2 separate regions of the Sus scrofa genome follow, and region 1 is linked to region 2. A link is a contact called in public Hi-C data. All regions are on one chromosome and are shown on one strand. Each heading gives the region's core, a stretch centred on a gene start, on an enhancer-like site or on the middle of the called end of the contact. The rest is flanking DNA. Distances are from core to core; before and after follow the strand shown.

The links. A called contact is a pair of places that touch in the nucleus more often than the background predicts.
Region 1: a Hi-C map of liver shows a contact between it and region 2, with 4 times the contacts expected there. The contact joins the promoter of EIF4A1 here to the promoter of SLC25A11 in region 2. A contact is called at or near these places in 1 of 47 Hi-C or Micro-C datasets (liver) and 2 of 2 datasets of contacts at active chromatin or transcription factors (alveolar macrophages and skeletal muscle).

Annotation. Positions count from the first base shown.
Region 1 is chr12:52,864,675-52,871,081 of Sscrofa11.1, reverse strand. EIF4A1 (eukaryotic translation initiation factor 4A1) reads right to left here and starts at 2,603. Exons shown (of 11, transcript NM_001100196.1): 1 at 2,567-2,603; 2 at 1,151-1,199; 3 at 749-881; 4 at 169-308. The coding sequence starts at 2,589. SENP3 (sentrin-specific protease 3) reads right to left here. Exons shown (of 11, transcript XM_021067831.1): 8 at 4,957-5,094; 9 at 4,689-4,772; 10 at 4,523-4,573; 11 at 3,499-4,056. The coding sequence ends at 3,946.
Region 2 is chr12:51,968,768-51,975,506 of Sscrofa11.1, reverse strand. It overlaps SLC25A11 (mitochondrial 2-oxoglutarate/malate carrier protein), which reads right to left and starts at 4,713. Exons shown (of 8, transcript XM_021067766.1): 1 at 4,452-4,713; 2 at 3,697-3,849; 3 at 3,404-3,610; 4 at 3,127-3,217; 5 at 2,953-3,043; 6 at 2,767-2,866; 7 at 2,634-2,685; 8 at 1,839-2,495. The coding sequence starts at 4,546. The coding sequence ends at 2,340. RNF167 (E3 ubiquitin-protein ligase RNF167) reads left to right here and starts at 4,696. Exons shown (of 10, transcript XM_003131906.4): 1 at 4,696-5,009; 2 at 5,147-5,650; 3 at 5,733-5,813. The coding sequence starts at 5,567.

The DNA of each region.
Region 1 (6,407 bases), core at 1,354-3,853, 900 kb before region 2:
CTAATAAATCCCAAAAGATCTACAAGTTATCAACTGACTTTGTTTCATCTCTTTCATTCTCTATACGTCAGTTCTTCCAAGGTGGTGGTAGTCGGGGCACATACTTCTGATTTTTGGGTTTTATTATTCATTTCTAAATGAGTCCTTTGGGGAGAGGTAAAATCTCACCTGCTGAGCCAACTCTCTAGTGGGTGCCAGGACCAAGGCCTGGGTGGCCTTTAGATCCAATTCAATCTGCTGCAGAATTGATATGGCGAAAGTGGCAGTTTTCCCAGTCCCAGATTGGGCTTGAGCGATCACATCATAACCTAAAGTGACAAAATGAGAGAGAAATTTAATGGCAGGAAATATTCTTTGGAATCATGGGACACTGAAAAATAACCCACAGAAGGGTCCGTATATGTGCCAAACAGTAAGTGCTTCACAGACTTGATACCACAACACAGTACCAAGGCAGACCTGGAAGCCAGGTGAAGGCAACAACTCATTTAGCATGGCACCCCAAAGCTGGGCTACAAATACAGGTGTAAAATTATAATCTGCCTAAAAACAAGAGCCTGACTTAAATGAAGCCAACAATCCATGTGTCCAGGGCATGAACCAGGCATAGGCACAAACCAAAAGCCAAGCTGGGATAAACAAGGAGTTGCTTTGTCCCTGGCTGATATGAGACAGGCACCACCAACCAGATGCCACTCTACCCAGGCCAGGGACAGCCCATACATTTTTTCTGGGGCAAAGACCTTACCCTTGATACAAGGAAGAATGGCTCGCTGCTGGATGGCAGAGGGCTTCTCAAAACCATAGGCATAGATGCCACGGAGGAGGGACTCCGAGAGGTTCATGTCATCAAAGCTGTCAACAATCTCATTCCAGTTACTCTGTAAGAAGTAAAAAAGAATTAACAGAAATGGGGCTGTGCTCTTGCACTGGAGCAAACAGGACCTTCTCTGCCTGCACCAAAGTTCCAGAACCCACCACCTTCTCCTCCCCAAGGAAGCCAGCTGGTTGGGTCTATGCGGCCTAGAAAACTACTCTGAAGGGACCAGTTACTTGTAAACAGTGAGGTTATATTATAAAGAGGAAAAAAAACATACTTTTGTTGTATATACTCTTACAAAGGATAACGGCGGTAGGGGTCCAACCTTACCTCGATGACGCCTTCGGGCTCCATCCCATCGGGGCCATTGTCTCTGGATCTATTGGTTTAAAATACAAGCACATAGAAATCCTGACCACCAGACTCTTCCTCCCAGCAAGCGGCTTTGCATGCTACCATCAGTCTTCACTCCCGATCCAAGCCCCATGAATTCCGGAAACACAAGAGCAGTTACTTTACAGCCGAGGCCTTTGCCTCATCTCTGGAACTGCTCAGGCCAAGCCGCCTCCCCACCCTGCCCTACAGAAGACCCGGAGACTGGAAGGAACGGCGCTGCGCTGCCCGGGGCGTAGAGGTGGTGCTGGCCGCCAGGCCCACGTGTCTTGGGCCGGGCCGCTCCAAGACCCAGCGCGTGCACCTCCCACTGTGGCCCCAGCGCGCCGGAAGTCCCGCCTTCCACCTCCCAGATGCGAGAGGAGGACATCCCCTTCCCCCCCACGTCATGCCGCCCGCGCCCTCCCCCACTCCCTCCAGCCCATCTCCCCGCCTCGCGGTGCCCGGATGTGGGAGGCCGCGGGCGGTGGCGGCCTCGCGCACAATGAGCCCCAGCCGAGCTAGCAAGGGGGGAGATTGCACAACACTTAAGAGCGAAGCCGAATGGGGGAGGGGAGCACCTCAGGCCGCCATGTGCTCGCCTCCTCGACCACCCGGCGGCGCACCCCTCCCCTCCGGGGAACAATCCACACCCCGCCCGCCCCCGTCGCGAAATGGCGTCGCCCTCCCATACCTCAGGCCGCTCACCCCCGAAGGAAAGTGGACCTGCCCATCCGCAGTTTGCCAATTGCCCGGCTTGTGCGGCAAAATGGACCCGCCCGCCCGGCGCCGGGTGGGCTCCCGGTGCCTCAAGCGGCCGCTCCTCGGGGTTAGGGTCGGTCCTGGCCGTCAAGAAAACCAGCACACTGAACGGCCGGCTTCTTCTCCCGCGACCCATAGCTTCACGCGACCAAGCGACTGAGGATCCAGGCACCCCCACCTTCGGCGAGTGGTACCGTCAGAATCCTCCGGAGTCCCGAGCGCGCGCGAACCCTCCCTCCCGCAGTGAGACAATCTGACCGGCGGCTCCGCGCCACGCACGGCCGCCTCTACCTTCCTTTCTCACAACAGGTCGCGACCTCGCCACCCCACTCAGCGACCAAGCTTCACGCACCACGTCGGTCGAGGCCTCCTAACGAAACTCGCTCGCTGGGTCCCGAAAGCCCGGCCGTCCTCGGCCTCTGCCTAGGCCCTGGCAGCGTCGGCCGTGGACCCGCCCCTAACTCCCCCCACCTCCCCGGACGGGTCCTCCCGGCTTGGTCTCCCCGCAACCCTGGGGGGGCCTAGGGCGGCGGGCCTCAGCTTCCCCACGCCGGGCCCTCGAAAAGGGCGGCAAGGTAAGCAGCCACAGTCTCTTGCAAGTGTCTTGCTTACCGGGAATCCTGACTCGCAGACATGATCCTTAGAAACTAGGGCGGAGTGCCCGCCTATCGACAACTTATAGAGCGCCCGACCCCGCCCCAGCCATCGCATTGGCTTGGCCGCCTCAGCTCCGCCTGCCGCCGCTCGGCAACTAGGCGTGACGTTAGTTCGTAGGCGCCCTGGCACGCGGCCACCATTGGATAACTTGAGCGCCCGTCAAGGTGAAGACCCGCCCCGCAGCCTCATTGGCTAGAGGGCCCGCCTTTCTCGCCGGTACGGAAGTGACATACTGGAGTCGGGCCTCGAGGCCTGGCAGCCATCTTGGGGCCCTGCACCCCTACACGTGCGGAGGCGAGAGTGCCTCAGTCATGTGGCCTACCAGGCCCTATCACGCAAGGGGGGCGAGGTTTCAGCCTCCAGGGACTTCCGGGCTCCCGGGACTACCACTACCGCTACCCTCTGTTACAGGTGTCCACCAGACCACGTTCAATTTTGTTCTCTCCTGCAGCAAAGATAAATCGGACACCAAGCCCGAGGTGTTCCAAGCGTACAGGGGGCTGAAGTCAGGATCCATTACCCAGCGGCTGGGACGGTTCCCCTGGCTGGAGGGAGGAGGGATGGAGTAATTGACTTGTGGGCTTAGGGGCTTTTGAGGTTGCTGTCAGGAATCCTGGCCGGCTCCCTTAAGTGTCCTGTTTCCCCAACTTTAGGACCCCTCAAGCGCCCTTATTTTTGAGGTTTACCTACTCTCCCCTCCTTCCAGCCCTGGCTCCGCTAGCTGGAGGATTCTTTTGAGGACGTGGCGTTGGCATTGTGTGAGCCAGGGATGGAAAACTGGCCCCTTAAGTCTCAAAACCCAAAAAGGGTAGCTAACAGCACTGGCTGGAGGAAAGGCTGAGAGCATATCCACTAGTTTTGCGGCCCCTAAAGGAAGACCACCACTATGTATCTCCAAAGGATCCTTTATTGACCAGAGCAGGACCATGGCATATATATATATATGTATATATATATATAAAAGTTTTGAAGATCTGGCAGGCAGGAATCCCATTGTCCGCCCACCACCCCCAGCACAGATTTTCCTGCCCCGTCCCCCACCCTGCACATGAAAGGGAGATGACTGCCCCACCCAGGCCACAAGGCCATACTCCCCTGCAGACAGAGGGTGAAAGGGGATATTCCATGGCCACCCCCTGAACATTAGAAATCAACAAGTATTCTCTCAAAGAAAAAAATACAGAAATCAATTAAAACATTTAAATATGAAAAACCAAAGGGAATTGGGTGGGAAGAGGCAAGAGAGGAAAGGAATTGGAGTTTCTTGGGAAGGAAGGATCTCCCATGTCCCCCTGCCCATTTAACGAATGGGCTTGAGGCCTGGGATACGAGGCTCACACAGTGAGTTTGCAGTGACACAGCTCCTTGTAGATCTGTCGACGAAGTTTGGGCATGTCCTGCTGGGTGAAGCTGAATGGCTGAGACAGGGCCAGGTGCTTGCAATACTAGGTGTTAACAAAGCAGGCCATGAGAACCACCTACTGAGCATATACCCCCAAGTCAGGATCCGTGCGACGTATTTCATATGACACACATTTCACTGGATCTTCCCCAAAACATTCCCATTTCACAAACAAAGGAAACTAAGGTCCCACCGAGTGGTGCTCAAAAGGAAAAAAAGTCTGACTCTAAAGCCAATGTTCCTCTTTGGGACATGAGATACCCAGTGTTAACAGAAAATGCTTTGCGTTAAGCAGCAGGAGGAAGCTCTATCAGGGCCAGAGACCAAGGACCACAGACTCAGTTTCAAAGAGGCACGGAGAAGCCCACGAGAGGACCGATGAAACCCGGGTTTCGACATCCTAATACATTAGGTTACTCCCCCTCCATAAGTGGCTGTGAACCAAATGAGGGCTGCAGACCAGCTCCCGCCTCCCTCCCAACCCTTAAACCCAACTGGCATCTGCTTACCTGCAACACAAAGGCGCCACAGTCACTGTCATTATTCTGCCTGGCCACATTCTAGAGAATACAAAGAAGGTCAGCTCTTTACCTGGAGACCCTAGGGGTATGGTTTCAACTTCTGCCTCCTACCATGCTCACCACCACCACCTCCAACCTTCCTCTAGAAACTTACCATTTTGAAGTAACCTTTCCAGCCCTGGTGGAAGTCCAGCCGGTCTTTCTTCACTGCCTCTGCCTGGAGATACTTGGCAATATGCTATGTGGGTGGAGGAAGGGAGGACGTGATGGCCCTACTGTGCTAACTGCACCCGGGGTCCGGGGGTCGCAGGCGCCAAGCCCGGGGTGCTCCCAAGGACTCAAGACCCACCCTTCCGCCTGAGATGCCTTGCCACTGGCTCTCCTCCCCACATGCTGCCCAGCTTGCCCCTTCTCTCTCAAACCTTAGGGCAGCGGCGGTTCAGGGTGCGCTGCGAGTCAAAATAGGTGATGGTGCGCCGCCTCACATCAACAGAGATGAGGGACCAGTGTACCTCCAGGTGGATGGGGATCAGCAGTAGCTCCTTGTTGAAGATGTCCACCTAGGAGGCAGAGCGGGCGCATGAGGAAGGCAGCACAGGCATCCTGTCTCTGGCCGCGGTTCCCAAAGACGAATGGAGGAGCAGGCACCGAGCCGAGCGGACAAACTCAATTTTCTGCCCGGGGACTGTGAGCCAAGGCTCAGCATCTGGATGTGTGGATTCTCAGGGTGAGCGAAGAAGGCGTGATAGAGGAGGTGGTGCAGAACACTCGAGAGCCCAAGACGGGTACTTTTCACGCCTTAAAGATACAAGTGATAGAGTTCCCATCGTGGCTCAGTGGTTAATAAATCTGACTAGGAACCATGAGGTGGCGGGTTCAACCCCTGGCCTCGCTCAGTGGGTTAAGGATCCGGCGTTGCCATGAGCTGTGGTGTAGGTCGCAGACGCAGCTTGGATCTGGCATTGCTGTGGCTCTGGCGTAGGCTGGTGGATATAGCTCCGATTCAACCCCTAGCCTGGGAACCTCCATATGCCACAGATGTGGCCCTAGAAAAGACAAAAAAAAAAAAAAAAAAAGATACAGGTGCTTAGTAGCAAGAGGGACCCAGGTTCAGGATCCTGGAGCCAGACTCCATGGTTCCGACCCAGCTCCTCCATTCACTAGCTTATGATCACAGGCAAGCTGCTTAATAACTCTACCTCAGTTACCTTTCCTGTGAGAGGATGAAAATAACCATACCTACCCTCACCTGTTGGTTACAAAGATTACTACTAGTTAGTGACTATAATATATTAAAAACAATGCAGAGCACCTAATAATGCTCACAACAATCTCATAAGGAAGTCCTCGTGTTCAATGATGAAGACACTGTGGTCTGAAAAATAATTTGCCCAAAGTCACAGAAGTAAGAAATGGCAGAGGTGGGATTTAAACACAGGCGTATAGGAGTTCCCGTCATGGCGCAGTGGTTAACGAATCCGACTAGGAACCATGAGGTTGCGGGTTCGGTCCCTGCCCTTGCTTAGTGGGTTAACGATCCGGCGTTGCCGTGAGCTGTGGTGTAGGTCGCAGATGTGGCGCGGATCCCGAGTTGCTGTGGCCCTGGTGTAGGCCGGCGGCTGCAGCTCCATTCAACCCCTAGCCTGGGAACCTCCATATGCCGTGGGAGCAGCCCAAGAAATGGCAAAAAGACAAAAAAAAAAAAAAAAAAAAAAAAAAAAAAAAAAAACCAAAAAAACCCCAAAAACACAGGCGTATAGAAAGGCAAGTTCTTTCCACTGCATGTCACCCTGATCTATTGGGAGAAGACGACCTGCCAGGTCCCAGAGGAGGTAAGTTCTTGAACCTGGGGTCAGGAATTAAGTAACGCCGG
Region 2 (6,739 bases), core at 3,464-5,963:
GACGTGAGCCCTGGTTGTCTCTGGGTGGTATAAATAGGGGTGGTTTTCTTTTCTTTTCCTCGACTTAGCATTTTCTAGTTTTCCACCATGTATATTATTTGTATAATAAAAAATAATTTAAAAATAGAATTGTGTTTCTTTTGGAGAAGGAGATGAGGCTGGGGCACGGTCACTAGCATTCCCAAGGTCCCAAGTGACCCACCCTATTTGCACTGCTCACCCCTAAAAGCTCTAGTCTTGGCCTGCACGTCCCCGGCCTGGGGTGTCCCCTTTCTCCTGGGGTCACCACCCACCAGGCCATCCTGAGCAAGTTCTAGCTCAAGACCCGTGTTTCCCAGGAGCTCAGTGATAATGCTGAAGCTACCTGTCTGCAGCCTGCAGTACCAAGAGTGCAGGTGGGTGCCGGCTGGCAGCCATGGCCTCGGAAGTGCAGCTCTCCTGCTTGGCCCAGGGCAGCGGGACAGGGAGGGGAAGGCCTTTGGGGTGGGGGTGGGGGGGGTGCCATCTTCATGGTTTTACCAAATTACTCTCATTTTTCTGCTCTTAAGCCAGAAGGCCCGCAAATGGAAGCCACTTCTCACTAGAACTCTGCCAGTCCCCTTAGCACGTTGGGTGGGCCTTTCTCTCCCACCTCCAGCCCAAGCCAAGACTCAGGACCTAGAGAAGGGGAGTGAGAGGGCTGAGCCTTTCTGGCTCCATGGAGACCCTCCTCCGGCAGATGGTGCAGGAAGAATCTTCCTAATTTGAAAACCTGACCGCATCTCTTTCCTGCTTTGAGCTCTTCCCTGGAGAGAGGACAGGCTGAGCTTGGCAGTCGAGACTCCTGTGCACCAACCATCTCATGGCCTGGCTTCCCTCTCACAGCACACTCGGCCTGCGCCCCAGCTGTTAAAAACTTTGCAGACATCACCTGCTCCCCGGCATGTCTCCTCCAAGCCTTGGTTCTCAGGAATGCTGTCCCACCCCCTCCCCGACCAGCCTGTTACTGCAGTCTCTCCTCGCCCAGGCTGGGCCTGGGGTGCCACGTCACCCTGCAGTGCGCTATTGCTGACTCCCGGCTTCCTCATGTCATCCTCCCCTCTGGACTTGGAACTCCTTGAGGACAAGGTCCAGGCTTCAAGTGTCTCCAAGGCCACCATGGCCCAAGCCAGCATGTACACGGAGGGGGTAAGAGAGGCCGAGCTTGGAGGGCCCAGCAGTGCCACCAGGCTGCTGAGCTCAACCTCCTCCTCTACAGGCGAGGTTCTGCCAAGGGGGCAGCTCCCACCTGCTGCCTGCCTGTCCTCTGGCCTGGCTTGGGAGAAGCCTTCCTTCCAACTGACCTTCCTGTGCCCTGAGAGGTTTCTGGGCTCCTTGAGGGCAGGGCCTGGGAGTCAAACATCTCCAAAGAAACAGAGAAGGCAGTGGCTCTCCTCAGCCTGCAGGCCAGAGCAGGTCTTGGGCCAACATCCTCCCTCTCCTAAGCCTCCAGGCTTCGGGGGCCTGGCTCTGTGCCCATTCCACCCCCTGGCAGGTCAGCCTTCCCCCCTCAGATTCTATTCCCTCTCTTTTCAGGCTGAGGAAGCAGTCACCAGATCTCTGGGGATAACATGCGATGACCTGGGTGTCTGTTAGTTACATTCTAGGGCGAGTGGCTGGAAAGCAACACACGGGGTCTGGAGTTTTGAGTTTTTCTCACCAGTCAGCTGCTGCTGGCATGACTGCTTTACATAACATTTGCATAAAACCAGCGGGTGCTTTTTCTTTCATCGTTTTTCTTAAAAACTCCAGCTCCTTTCTGCGGGGGGCATGCTTCTTTGTCCAGTGTCCTCCCTCTCCTGCCCCCACAACTCTCCAGATTTGGGGGTGGTGTCATCAATCCAATTTATTAACCATGTCCTCAGGGAGGGGGCGGGAGGAAGGGCCGCGTCCTCCCGCTGCAGACCCTTGACCTTCCGGACAGCTTCTGGGCTCTCCGGTCCCCTCAACTCTGCCTCGGTTGCCTCACTGAGGGCGGCGGGGCAGGGGGCAGGGGCGGCACAGGTCGCCTGCTGTCCTCTGTGCCCTCAACTAATACCCAAGGGGAAGCCGGAAATCCGCGTGGAGCCTCCCAGCTCCCCCAAGGTACAGCCGGGGACAGAGATCATGACGATGGCGACAAGTTGGGCAGGGCAAGCTGGAGCAGGGGCAGGACACACCAAGGTCTTTACCGCAGAGGAGGGGACCACACGGTGGAGGGGTAATAAATAGAGGGGCCCAGGGCAGCAGAGTCTAGGCCCCCCGGGGGGGGCGCACTGACTGTAGAAGCAGCGGGCAAGTGGGAGCCCCCGGCACAGCGGCTCCGGGCCTCTGCTCCCGCCTCAGCCACTGAGGAAGAGACGCTTGTAGGCCTTGTTCATCTGCTCCAAGAAGATGAAGGTGAGGACGGTGTGGGGGCCCAGACGGGCATAGTACGGCGTAAAGCCCTTCCATAGGCTGAAGAAGCCCTCATAGCGGATGACCTTCACCAGCACATCCTAGACAGGCAGGCAGGCAGGCAGGGCGCTGGGGCTGGGACCTGGCCTCTGGGGCCCTGTCCCTCTCAGCCTGCCACCCCCACCGCCCTCCCAGGACAGCCCACCCTGCCACCCAAGCCCCAAGCCCTGCTTCCTCACCAGCCCGTTCTTGTATTCCGGCTTCCCGTCAATCGTTCGCATGTTCTGGATCCTGAAGGAGAGGACGCAGGGGCATGAGAGCCATAAAGAGGGGCCCTCCCGACCCCCTCGAGGCCCAGGTCTACGTACTCACCGGGTCTTGGCAATGTCCACAGGCATAGAGGCGGCAGTGGTGACCAGGCCACTGATCATGCTGGCACAGAAGTGGCACAGGATGTTGTCAGAGAAGTAGCCTGGGGGAGGCGGAGCAGGGGGTGGCGGTCAGCTGGGAGCTGGCTCAGGCCAGGCGGGGAGCTAAGGGTTTGGCTCTGAGTCTCACCTGAGTCCAGTAAAAACTGCTTGGACTGAGAGTAGGAGGCGAGCTGGGCGGCATTGACGACGACGGCCCGAGCCATGGTAGGGATGCAGCCCTGGGGTGGGGGTGGGGGGGTGGAGTCAGAAATGCCCAAGACCTGACCCCCACGCCCCCCAGGTCTCCAGCCCCTTCACTCACCCTCCATAGTGTGGGGACCCCTTCTTCCCGGACAATTCGAATCAAGGCGTCAAATACATTTTTGTAGCCCCGGCGCTGGTCAGGTGGAAGCCTGGCGGGAAGGCAGGAAGAGGCCAAATTCAGGAGAGACCACCCTGTCCCCACAGGAGCGAAGAAAAGGAGGCCAGAAGGCCGTGAACGGGTGAATGCTGTACTCCAGCTCTAGGATAAGAAATCAGGTCTTTCACTGGAGATTCTAGGGAACGGAGCTGGGGTCAGGCTCAAACCTGGAACTCACCGGCCATCAGCAGTCATGCGGATAAGAGCCACCTCAGCTGGCGTTCCCACAAAGGCACCAGTTGCGCCTGCAGTCATGCCAATCAGGGCCTTCAGCAGAAAGCCAGGGGGTGTACCGTCAGCCCCAGTCAGGCGCTCAAACAGCACGGTATAGATACCAAGGCGAGTGGTGGTATAGGTGGCCTGGCGAAGCAGGCCAGCTGACAGCCTGGGGAGCGAAAGGGTCAGTGCATCAAGCCAAGGTCTGGAGCTGCCAACCCACACCCTACCTCCCCCATCATCTGGCCCCAGTACCCTGTATAAATGCCCCTCAGGCCTTCCGCCCTCAGGATGCTCGTGAGGGCATGGAAGCTGGTTTTGTACTCTCGTGTCTTGGCTCCTTCTCCACTCAACTGCATCCGGTTCTTCACCAGGTCCAGGGGCTGTACAAAAACTGTTGCTCCCATCCTGGGGAAAGAAAGGGGTGGAGTCAAGTGCCAGGTGTTCCAGATCTACCAATGCCCCCTGGAACCTGGCAACAAGAGGTCACAAAGGGCAGGGTCTGCCATGTGACTGACCAAGTTTTAGGAGGCTGGCGGACATGTGTACAAGAGTCTCCACATGTACCAAGAGCAATAAGTCTGAAAAGTCCAGGGGTCCAGTAGGGGCCATGCAAGAAAAGTGCTCCATGCAGCTCCAAGGGTGTCAAGCAGGGATCCCAGGACTGCATGCAGTCGGACCCAAAGAAGAGAGGTGGGCACTTATGACCTGGGATCCCACGTTGTCCAGCAGGAGCCATGCAATGACCTGGAACCCCAAACAGCCCCTCAGAGCCAAGCAATGGGTTGGGAAACTCAGGCGGCCCGGCAGGAGCCGTGCATGCAGCCCAGAAGGGACCCTGCGATGGGTAAAAAGATCCTGGTAGCCCATCATGGATCTCGCACTACGACGGGGACCGCGCTGACCCCGTGCCGGCTCGGTTCACTCTAACAGATCCAAAGATGAGCCGGGCCTGGTTGCTTGCATCCGTCCTTTCCTCCTCCTGTCCCATCCCTGGGGCCTGAGCTTACCCGGCCAGGCCCCCAAACAGGAACTTGACCGACTTAGGGGAGGTACGGGGCTTCGCGTCCATCCCACCGGCCCCGGGACTCGCCGTCGCCGCCATCGCCACTCAATGGCCCTCGGCTCCCGGTCCCGTGCGCGCGCGGCCCCGCTCGCGCCCAAGGTGACACTGCGCGCGCAACAGGGGCGAGGGCGCGCGCGCACACCCCTCCGGCTCTCAGGTCCAGCGCTAGCTGGAAGTTGGCGCAGGCGCGAGCGCAAGGGCAGCCGGGAGTAAGGCGGAGCTGAAGGAGGAGCTTCCAGAATGGGTGCGGGAAGGGGTGTGGCTGATTTAGGAAGCCAGAGCATAGGTGCAATTTTTATCGAATTGGAGTCGCGGGAACACAGAGAAGAGGGTTTCTGAAGATCTCGCGAGATCTCGTGAGCTTAGACTAGCCCGAGTTAGGCAGTCCCTCGCGGTAGGTACGGGAAGCTCTCAGCAGGTGGGAGGGATGTGTGTGGGAGAACTCTCGCGAGACGTGAAGATACGGCGGCGGCAGTGGCGGCGGCCAGAGGGAGGCGGAGAGGTTTGTAAGCCAGCCAGTTGCAGGATCCTGGGCACTAGAGGGGAAACAACCAAGCTGTTGCCTGGGGCTTCGGTGCTCCTTTCGTCTGTACAGGCACTCCTCTCACCTCTAATCTTTTCTTTTAACCGGACTTTTAGGACCGGAAGTCCTTCGTCTGGAGCGTCCAATGCTGGAAGCGGCCTGACCTTCTTTGCCGGAAACCCTCTTACAGGGAATGGGAATACGGCCCACCTGGCCGGAAGTCCCACCTCCGTGATCTCCCCCCACCCTTCCAGAAGTTTTTCTGTCACCTGGGCTTGCTTCTGTTCCTTTCCCCCGTTTTATTCCTATACCAGAAAAGGGTATTTTTAGTGTCGCCTTCCCGGCTCCACTAAGGGGGTTGGCTATCTCACTCCCCGAGTCGGGGGTCCTTCCCCTCGTCCCCATGTAGCTGAGAAGGGGGACCTGGGGGTGGTTGGACCCCTGGGACCCTGAGGAAGGGCCAGAGAGGGCGCAGAACTCCGCTTCTGCTCCTGCTATCGGGACGCGGCCTCCTCCGCCTCTCCCCTCCCGCTGCCATGCACCCTGCGGCCTTCCCGCTTCCTGTGGTTGTGGCCACTGTGCTGTGGGGAGTGGCCCCCAGCCAGGGGCTTATTCGAGCGGTGAGTCTGAGGGGCAGATGGGGGAAGGGCGCTGAAGGGGAGAGGTTGCAGGCTAAAGGAGAGACATGGACTCTTGCCGCAGATCTCGGACCACAATGCCAGCATGGACTTTGCAGACCTCCCAGCTCTCTTTGGGGCTGCCTTGAGCCAGGAGGGACTTCAGGTGATTTTCTTCCCTTTTTCCTGTTTCCCAAAATTTTCCCTCTTGGATGATTGAAGCTGGAGGTAGAAGAGTCAAGTTAGGAACTTAGCGCAAGAGCACATCTGGCCTGGTGGAATCCAGAATCGGAGGGAGGAGACAAAGTCTACTCCTAGAACTCTGAGCCTTATGAAGGAGACTGAAAGTGGACCAAGATAAAAGGCACCAGGGGTGGTGCTTATCAGTAGGGTCTCTAGAGCCAGTTATTGGTTTTTATGACCTTGGACAAGTTAATTATCTCTCTGGGCCTTAGTTTGTTTTACTGTAAAGATGGAATAACAGTAAAAGTTACCACAGGATTATTGTGAGAATTAAATTAGGTAAGCAGCTTTGTAGTACTTCACAAAGACTGCCACATAGCAAGAACTCAGTTGGGCCATAGATACCAGTATAGTTGTTTCCAAGATGGGTAATTGGAAAGTGAAGAGGGTGTTAAAAAAACAAAATTCAACTGAGTGAATTTTAAAGCTTTTACTGGCTTGTATTCAACGACCCCATGGATTGAGCAGTATCCCACCTAGCAGACAGAAAGGATCTCTGAAGAACTATACAAAACTAAAGACTTAGGGGCAGAAGCGGGTGGGACAGGAAAGTTATGCTGGCAAAAAAGCTGACTTATTTGTGGCAAGATCACCTTTCTTTAGGAGACGGTAGGGGGACTCTCGGGCAGCTTACCTCACTAGTGCTGGATTCCATTTCTGGGGGAGGTTAAAATTATAAATTAAGCTTGGTGTTATGGGGCTCAGCACAAGTAACTCCATTTAGGGTACTTTTTTTTTTTCTTTTAAACAGAGGGGAGTATATGCTGTAGGAGCATGTACTAGAGTAGAGAATGTGAAACAGCTTGAGTGATATGAATAGGGAATTGGGTTACAATTAGAGGGAAACCG